Linked DNA regions of Canis lupus: region 2 is linked to region 1. A link is a contact called in public Hi-C data. All regions are on one chromosome and are shown on one strand. The core of a region is the stretch at or near the end of the contact, and the rest is flanking DNA. Distances in the headings are between cores, read along the strand shown. Region 1 has its middle 19 kb from the start of LIFR. Region 2 overlaps EGFLAM (pikachurin).

Region 1 (3,888 bases), core at 1-2,500:
ATGTAGGTTGTTTCTAATATTTTGTTATAAAATTATCGTAAAACATTAGTTTTTAAGGTTTTTAAATGGATTTCAGTTATTCCCAGAGGCCCGAAGGCAGTAGTAACTTACTTCTTTGCCTCACATTCCAGGAAACAAATGCCCCTTCTCTCCAATATGTATCATCTGCCTTTGTATAATTTCATAGTGATCCATAAGGATCTTTGATGTCTCCGTGGTGAAGCCTGAGCTATGATGGCCAGTAAATAAAGTCATATATCTTGATTAACACCTTCCTTGTTTTGAGAAATTAAAGAGCAAATGGAAACTTCTTAGAATAATCTGTAAGAAAAATTCTTGAGAGTAAATATTTTTGAACATGGAGAAAAGGCTTGTACCTTTGATTAAATTGAAGATGAAGGCCGTTTTTGTTCACCATTAGGCACTAAAATGCCTGCCTTTCATTGATTATCTCCAATATCTTACATTGTAATGTTGTTATGTAATATGGTTGCAAATTGTACAGCTTAGGAGAAGGTTATGAGTAACTCCTAAAGGGGGATATGCTTTCAGAAAATATTTGACTCTTTTAAATTAAAAATCGACATCTCAGAGTGCTTTTAAAACACAGTTAGTTGTAGAAGTAATGCTAATCCTGGAAATTGAGCTTGATACATTATAAAAGTCGAATATTAGCCAGTGATGACCTTTATATGTTCATTACGTTTATCTTTTTAGAGTATTTCAAGAGTCCTTTAAGCATAATTTTAAGCTGATTAACTCTTTTAGCATTTAAGGTGTTTTCCCTTTATTATGTGTCACCTGCCATTGTAGTACAAAACTGCTAATACTGCCTATATTTGCTTTTCTGAAAAATGCATCTTGAGCATCTGTTACATTGCAGGGAACTCTATAGGGACTGCAAGTATAGCATTGCACAGAGTAGACGGACCCTGCTATAGTGGCTTCACCTCTCCCTGGGGGAGAGGAACAGAAAGCAGAGAAGCGATAAAGGTGGTAATACCAGGGAGTGATATGCACTGGGAAAGTAGTAAGACTTGCTGTAGTAAAGAGGGGCAGGATGGGGGCCATTGTTTTTGATTGAGTGGTCCTGGAACTCTCTCTCAGATGGAGAGGTTTGAGCAGAGAGTTGATGCAGGGAAGGCTGTGTTTAGATGTTTGGAGGAAGAGTGGCTCAGGCAGGGGGAACAGCAAGTGCAGAGGCCCTCCAGGGAGACTGAGCCTCTTGCCTGAGGAACAGAGGGCTGTCTCTGCAGCTGGGGTTTAAGATGGAGAGGAGATGGAGAAAGTGGCAGGCAGGAGAGAGCAGGCGCTGCACTGGGCGCCCTGTGTATCTGCACGTGCGAAGGAATGTTTGCAGACGGGGACTAGAGGCCTGGCTGGTGGCAGTCCTCCACCTGCTGGAAGCTCCAGAAGGGCGGGAGGATCTGATTGCTCCCCATCCTTTCTCACCACCAAGAGCAGCCTCAGTCAGGGTGGGCTGTGAATATTTGTTGAATTAATGAGTAATCTGAGAGTTAAAAAAATAATCCTGCTTGATTTTGGTCAAAATACTTAGATTCAGGAGTCTTACTGGACCTTTCCATCTTGGCTCTGGCCCTTCACGTTACCAAATCTGTTATGCACGTCCTCTCAAAGTATTGCTTTATGTTGGTTGTATTTGATTGCTTTTCCATGAAATTAAAGTATGAAGCCTTAAAAGCATACCTAATTTTCCAGGACATGATAGTGATCTCTGAGTAATTTAGTCAGAGGTTTCATCTTTGATTTCAGTAGGTTTGTTAGCGGCCGGTGTTAAATTTTCAGATACCTTTTTTTTTGGCGGGGGGGGGGGGGGGGTAGGGAGGGATACTACATACATTAATTCCTTGGGGCCAATGACAGACTAATGAGCAAATAAAATATACGTACTTTATGCAGGTACTTTTATTCTCACAGGAAGAATGTGTGCATGTTCTATTTTAGGGAGTATCAGGAACTGTGGTATTTCCTCTTCCCAACTTCTAATCTGTTTGTCATTCTAAATACATGTTCCTTTATATTAATTGAAAGCGTGGGAAATGAGGTTTTTGCCAAGTAATTGTTACAGATGTCTAATAAGAATCTTTGTTATCTTTCTCTTGACTGTGACTTTTTGACTTCTGTTTGATATTAGGAGTTTTGTCATCTTGCAGAATGAGGGTTTTAAATTTTTTAATTTGATATTCTAATTGGTTGATGCCAGAACCCAATAAGTTGTCTCTAGGTTTATCTTCCAACTTTTTCTCATGAGCTCTGCTCAAACACTGTGTAAAGGATGGATTCTGTGACTCCTCTAAGGCCTAGGTGAAGTCAGCTTTGTCCTTTGTCACTGTCCCTGCAGTAAAAGTTCTTCGTATAGCAGAAGCATGTAAGCATCTGTTTTTGTTTTGTTTTTTTAAAGATTTTATTTATTTATTCATGATAGTCACAGAGAGAGAGAGAGGCAGAGACACAGGCAGAGGGAGAAGCAGGCTCCATGCACTGGGAGCCCGACGTGGGATTCGATCCCGGGTCTCCAGGATCGCGCCCTGGGCCAAAGGCAGGCGCCAAACCGCTGCGCCACCCAGGGATCCCAGCATCTGTTTTATATGTAACTGGTTGTGGTGATTTAGCGGCTTCGATGTTTGAGTTAAAGTACTTTTACTACTTCCTTTATATTTCCTTTATGAACTATAGAGATGCAGGAATTCCAAATTTGTCTTAACATTGTCTAAAATTACAGCACATATTTTTTCACTAGTTGTTGCTGCTAATGTCACTCACGCGTGCAAAGGTGGTGGTTCTCAGATACCGTTTTATGGTTTTGTGTGGAAAGGTGAGGAAAAACTTCTGGTGGGTGAATTTTTCATGGAATTTTGCACAGAGGTGAGAAAAAAATCTTGGCTTTTGCCCATTCTTCTGGTTTGTAGGGCAAGGTACAGAAGACTTGGAATCATCCTAAGGGCCTGTAATTGAGAATCTAGCTTTATTACTAAGTGGCAGTATCCTGACGGACCACAAGGAGGCGATATCATTTCCTGAAAGCGTGTGTGTGTGTGTGTGTGTGTGTGTGTGTGTGTGTGTGTGTGTGTGTGTGGCTTCCCTAGAAGGGAGTGGCTTGGGATGCTGCATCCCTCGCCGGTGCCTTCCTGCGACGCCCTCAGAAGCAGCTTCAAGGAGACTCTGGATCTGCGGACAGTGGAGATGGTGGTAGCAGGAACATCTGGTGGAAAATAACAAGTGGTGGCAGAAGTAGTGCTTCCCGTTACTAATATTAGAAATGCTAATGGAGCAGTCAGTTGTAGACATGCTGTGGACAGAAATGTGTGTGCCTATGAGTTGTCAGTGGGTGTCAGCTGGAGAGAGGTGAGAATCCCCCAGGACTTCAGTGCCCCAGCCCCTGAAGGCACCATTGTGCCACCTTAAAGCCTGCCACTCCTGTCCACAAGCTTGGAGACCCCTCCTACCATACCGGTGAGGTCCTGTGTCACGTTTCATGACTCAGTATTTATAGTCAAGTGCAGAAGTGAAGGAGCCAGGGTGTTCTAGAAACCTCGTCAAAGAAACCATTTAAGTTGAAAGCATAAATCTTCGTTGAACTGGAACCTATTCTGTGTTTATTCTTTGAAGATACCCGGATCACCAGGGTTTTTACTGTAGATGTAAAATTATCTTTTTTTTTTTTTTTCCTGTGGAGATCCATGTGGAACTATATAGAACTTAAAATGCAGAGCTCTTACTAGTAATGGAGAACTTAAACATTCAAACAAAACCAAAGAAAGTCTAGAATTGGAGATCCAGAAGTTATCTCAGGTCATCTGGTCAGCTTCTTAAGTTTACTGATAAAGAAACCAAGACCCAGAGATGTTTTAATTTGCCCAAGAATCC
Region 2 (4,240 bases), core at 943-3,442, 98 kb after region 1:
AGTATTGTTCCTAATATGACACTACTGGGAAAGTCTCCTTTTCTATTTTCCTATCCCTTGTACCATCCCTCTCTGTCTCATATACCTGCTCAGGAGCTGTACTGTATATTCACTATAGACCCTCTTCGACTTATTGTGGGGTTACACCTCAATATACCCATCATAAGTTGAAAATATCCTAAGTCAAGAATGCATTTAGTACACCTACCCTACTGAACATCGTAGCTTAACCCAGGCTACCTTAAATGTGCTCAGAACATTTCCATTAGCCTACACTAGAGAAGAATCATCTAAAACTAAGCCTATTTTATAGTAAAGCGTTGATTATCTCATGTCACTTATTGAGTACCATACCGAAAGTGAAAAACAGAATAAGTTTACGGGAACAGAATGGTGGTAAGGGCACCCTTGTGATGGTGTGGCTGTAGCCATTGCTACTGCCCAACACCGTGAGAGAGGATCGTATCATAATCATCAGCCTGGAAGAAGATAAAAATTCAAATTATGATTTCTATGGAATGCACACTTTTGCACCATTGTCATGGTGAAATCGTTAAGTCGAACCATCATAGCTCGGGGATGATCTATAGCGAACAGTGGAGGGGACTTTTGTCTAGGCTCCCCAGGGCCTGACCTAGACAGGAAGAGATCACGTTGACCTTCCCCATGCAGGGCTTCAGAGTGAGGCAGGGAGGAGCAGCGTCCATAATGGTGACTTTGCCACCAGGCCAGGTGCAGAGAATCCAGCCCTGGCCTACTCCCTAGAGACCTGCTGTTTTCCATCTTTTACTCTGAGTTCCTTTTTTTCCTTCACTTGCTCTGGATGCATTGATTAGAATAAGCCAACCATCATGGTTCCATTCCTCTTGCAGTGATTGGTTTAGGGGTGGGCATGTGACCAATACTGTCCAATGAGATAGAGGGAATTTATCAGAAGGATTCTAGGAACGATTCTTTTCCTTTAAGAAAGAGTTGCATGAAAAAGAAATTCTTACTTCCCCTGGATATTGCCCTGATTTATAGCAATTTTATGAGCATCTTATAGACAACCACAAAAAGGAGTGCCCCCAGAGAATAACCTGGGGTTAACAAGGCAGAAAGATGCAAGAGACTTAGGTGTTTGAGGATACAGTTAAATCTCTGAATTAATCAACTCAGGAACCAGTCTACGTCTGGACTGCTTATTACATGATATAATAAATACCTTTCACGTTTAAGACATTTTGAGTTGAATTTTCTGTTACATGCAGCCAAAGGCATCCAATGGAAACAGATCCTGAGGTTGACTTACATGCATACACACACGTACATAATTGCTTTGGTTTGGGGCCCTGCACCCCCTATTCTCCCCAAACCCCTCTACTCCCCACAGCCACTTGATGCCTCTTACTAAGCCTCAGAGGGCTAAAGACTTGGGCCCCTTTCACAATGCCTTGTTTTCTGGGGATTGAATGCTCTTGCATCTTTTGGGAGAAAGGGCTTAAGAAGGGAGAAACTCTCTCTGGGCTGGGAATCTATTTTGCCTAAGGCCCCCTGTCACAACAACCTAGATAAATACAACATGAAATTAAACAAACAAACAAACAAACAAACAAAACCAAGCATGTCTATCTGGTGTGTGTTCAGAGTTACCAGCTACATCCAAGACCCCAGGAAAGTCTCTTGACTATTTTTGTCCCTTGAAAAGCTCCCAAACTCTACCCTAAGAACTGGGTGCCTTTAGCTTCAAGCTTTGCCTTATAGTCTGTTAAGATGCAGTCAGCTTGAAGAGGAAGGATAATTCTAGAATGATGGTGCTGGTGACAGGGTGGAGGACGGCACCCTATAAACTACAAAGAATTAGAGGAGGAAAAAGAAAGAGACAGGCAAACTGAAAGCACCACAGATGAGCTTCACTAGTGCGAGGACTTTGCCTAGGGCCAGCCTTTCCTCGTCAGGTAAACATGCTATTCCAAATCAGGAGCTTGGACTCCAGAGCTGGGCCGGAGCTGCTGCCACCAGGCGTGAAGAGCCAGGGCGGGGATGTGGGCATCTCCTTGTATCATGTTCATCCATATGAGGAGAGCTGAGAAGCCCTCACTGAACTGGCCAGAGCCTGAAGAGAAGAGCGGATCTTCGGCGAGGAAGACCGAAGGTAGCACAGGGACTTGAGGACCGAGTGCTTGCAGGGACACCGGGGCACTTCTGCTGCCAGCTCCAGGCAGAGCTGCACACTGTGGTCATGGAACAGCACGAAGCTAACTGCCCTGCCTGGGGAATCACACTCATAGCCCTGGCTCCGGGAGTGTCAGGTTCTCACTGCTTCTCAAAACCCCAATATTGGAAATCCTGGGGCTGAGCATGCTCCTCTCTCCAGGCCCTTTGACCAGAAAGGGTTTGGGTTGTTTGTAATGGGGCTGTTTGAAAGGCAGCATTTTTCAAGTTTAGTTTGTTTTTTGTTTGTTTTATTCTAGTTTCTATGTCTAGTTTGTGTTTCTTCTCTCCCTGAGGCCATGGCTAAAAGGCCTTCTTTGAGAACTATCTTCTGGCAAGTAAGATAAGGAAAAGTCCTGGCAAAGACTTTGAGAAACCTACCCCCGCAGAGATAAGGAAGGTACATGCTGTAACGTATTACCTCTTGAGGATATCTGGGTTGTCATATGTCAGGTAGCTGCGGCCGATAAACTGCGGGATCTCGATGGCTTCTGTGATGGCTGTGATAGAACAGACAATGGAGGTTACATGGTATATGGCTTTCTTGACCCAGCCCTCAACCACAGGGCAGGAAAATACAAAGGAAGCCAGCTCCTGGAAATGGGACATTTAACAACTTGTCAGCCTCTTCCTCTTGGCTACACATGCATTTGGCCAGGTTCGGAGCTGCCTGTCATGGCCTGGGGTTGGTGTCTCCCTGTGGTCGCCTCCCTGGGGCTGGCTGTCACTGTTATTGGCCTCGGCACTCCTGAGAAGTCCTTGCAGTATGTTGAAACTTGAACAGAGCCCAATTATTCTTGGAAGCCAAAGAGCAGGTCTTGAGCCATATGGGGAACAGCTGGGGATAGCCCTAGATGTTCTCCTAGGGAGGCAGGGAAAACAATCCCCAAACAAAGCCCACCAGGATTTCCTTAACTGAAGCCAATCTGCCCCAGGACTCCAACTGCTTCAGCCATGACCTCAACGGACTGGTGAAGTAGGCGGGATAAGGCTTTGACCCATTTTTTACAAATGGCCTTCCAATGTCCTGTTTTACAGGGTCTTCACCACCTTCTCGTGAAGCAGCAGGGAATATGGAAGAGGGTTGGTTATTCCCATTTCACATAAGAGGAAGACAATGCACAGGAATCATCAAGGATTTGACTAAGATCATACAGCTAAGAAGAGGGTAAAAGACCCTAAACCAGACAGGCTCTTAATTCTGGCCCTCAGCCCACCTTTTATTTTCCAATATCTTAGAACCATATTTCCTTCTTCCTAATTTCTCACCCCTCTGCCTTCCCAAGGAATCACCCTTTTCCCCAAAGCAATATCTTTCTCTTCTTTAAAAAGACACAGAAGTGACGGTTTAAGGAAATTAAGGTAAAAAGAATCCTTTTCAAAGAAATGTGCAAAACGAGAGAGAATAAGCCACCTTATAAAACCAGTTAGGAGTTTCACAAAAATATGTGGTTGATGCAAAGGAGACATGGAGCTGACTCTACACCCAAGACATAAAATGTATAACTACTTGATATATGAACAGTTGGAGAGTTTAAACTTAACTTCTAACATGAAAAGAGAAAGAGAGAGACAGAGAGGAAGGAGAGAGGCAACAGCAAACCCGAAACCCAGTGACCGCAAGTATAACTTCCTCTGTTAGCAGGTCACCCATGGCAGGTTCCCAAAATCTTTATGTAAAAAATAAAAATTTAAAAAAAAAAGGAAGGAAGGAAGGAAGGAAGGAAGGAAGGAAGGAAGGAAGGAAAATGAACCTTTATTAATTTCTGAGGTAACTCTGGAGACATTGTTTACGTGCTCTCTGACGTGGCACAGCTCTGGACAGGGCGCTGCCAGCCCAGACGGCCTACTGGAACCCAGAAGGGCTCTGGTACAGCAGCCCCCACTTATTCGCCAGTTTGCTTATCCACTCTTTGAGCGGCTGGGTGGTCCAGAGGCAGATGATCCTATCTTCAGAAAGTCAACAGGAGCCTAACGCTAGGTCACCGAGCCTGCACCTGCGTCATTCACCTCACTTCAGCGCATCGAATGGGCATTTATCTCACAG

Evidence for each region. Hi-C and Micro-C count contacts between places; a contact is called where the count stands out from the background.
Region 2: a Hi-C map of amygdala shows a contact between it and region 1, with 2.7 times the contacts expected there. The contact joins two enhancer-like sites. A contact is called at or near these places in 4 of 9 Hi-C or Micro-C datasets (amygdala, blood, liver and 1 more).

What each region holds. Positions count from the first base shown.
Region 1 is chr4:71,224,276-71,228,163 of UU_Cfam_GSD_1.0, forward strand. No RefSeq gene overlaps it. Among named protein-coding and RNA genes, the nearest start is that of LIFR, 19 kb to the right of the region's middle. Within about 2 kb of position 1,251, at least 5 of the 20 cell types and tissues checked have an H3K27ac peak or open chromatin away from gene starts, as enhancers often do.
Region 2 is chr4:71,321,544-71,325,783 of UU_Cfam_GSD_1.0, forward strand. It overlaps EGFLAM (pikachurin), which reads right to left. Exons shown (of 23, transcript XM_038535273.1): 19 at 2,615-2,693. Among named protein-coding and RNA genes, the nearest start is that of LIFR, 78 kb to the left of the region's middle. Within about 2 kb of position 2,193, at least 3 of the 20 cell types and tissues checked have an H3K27ac peak or open chromatin away from gene starts, as enhancers often do.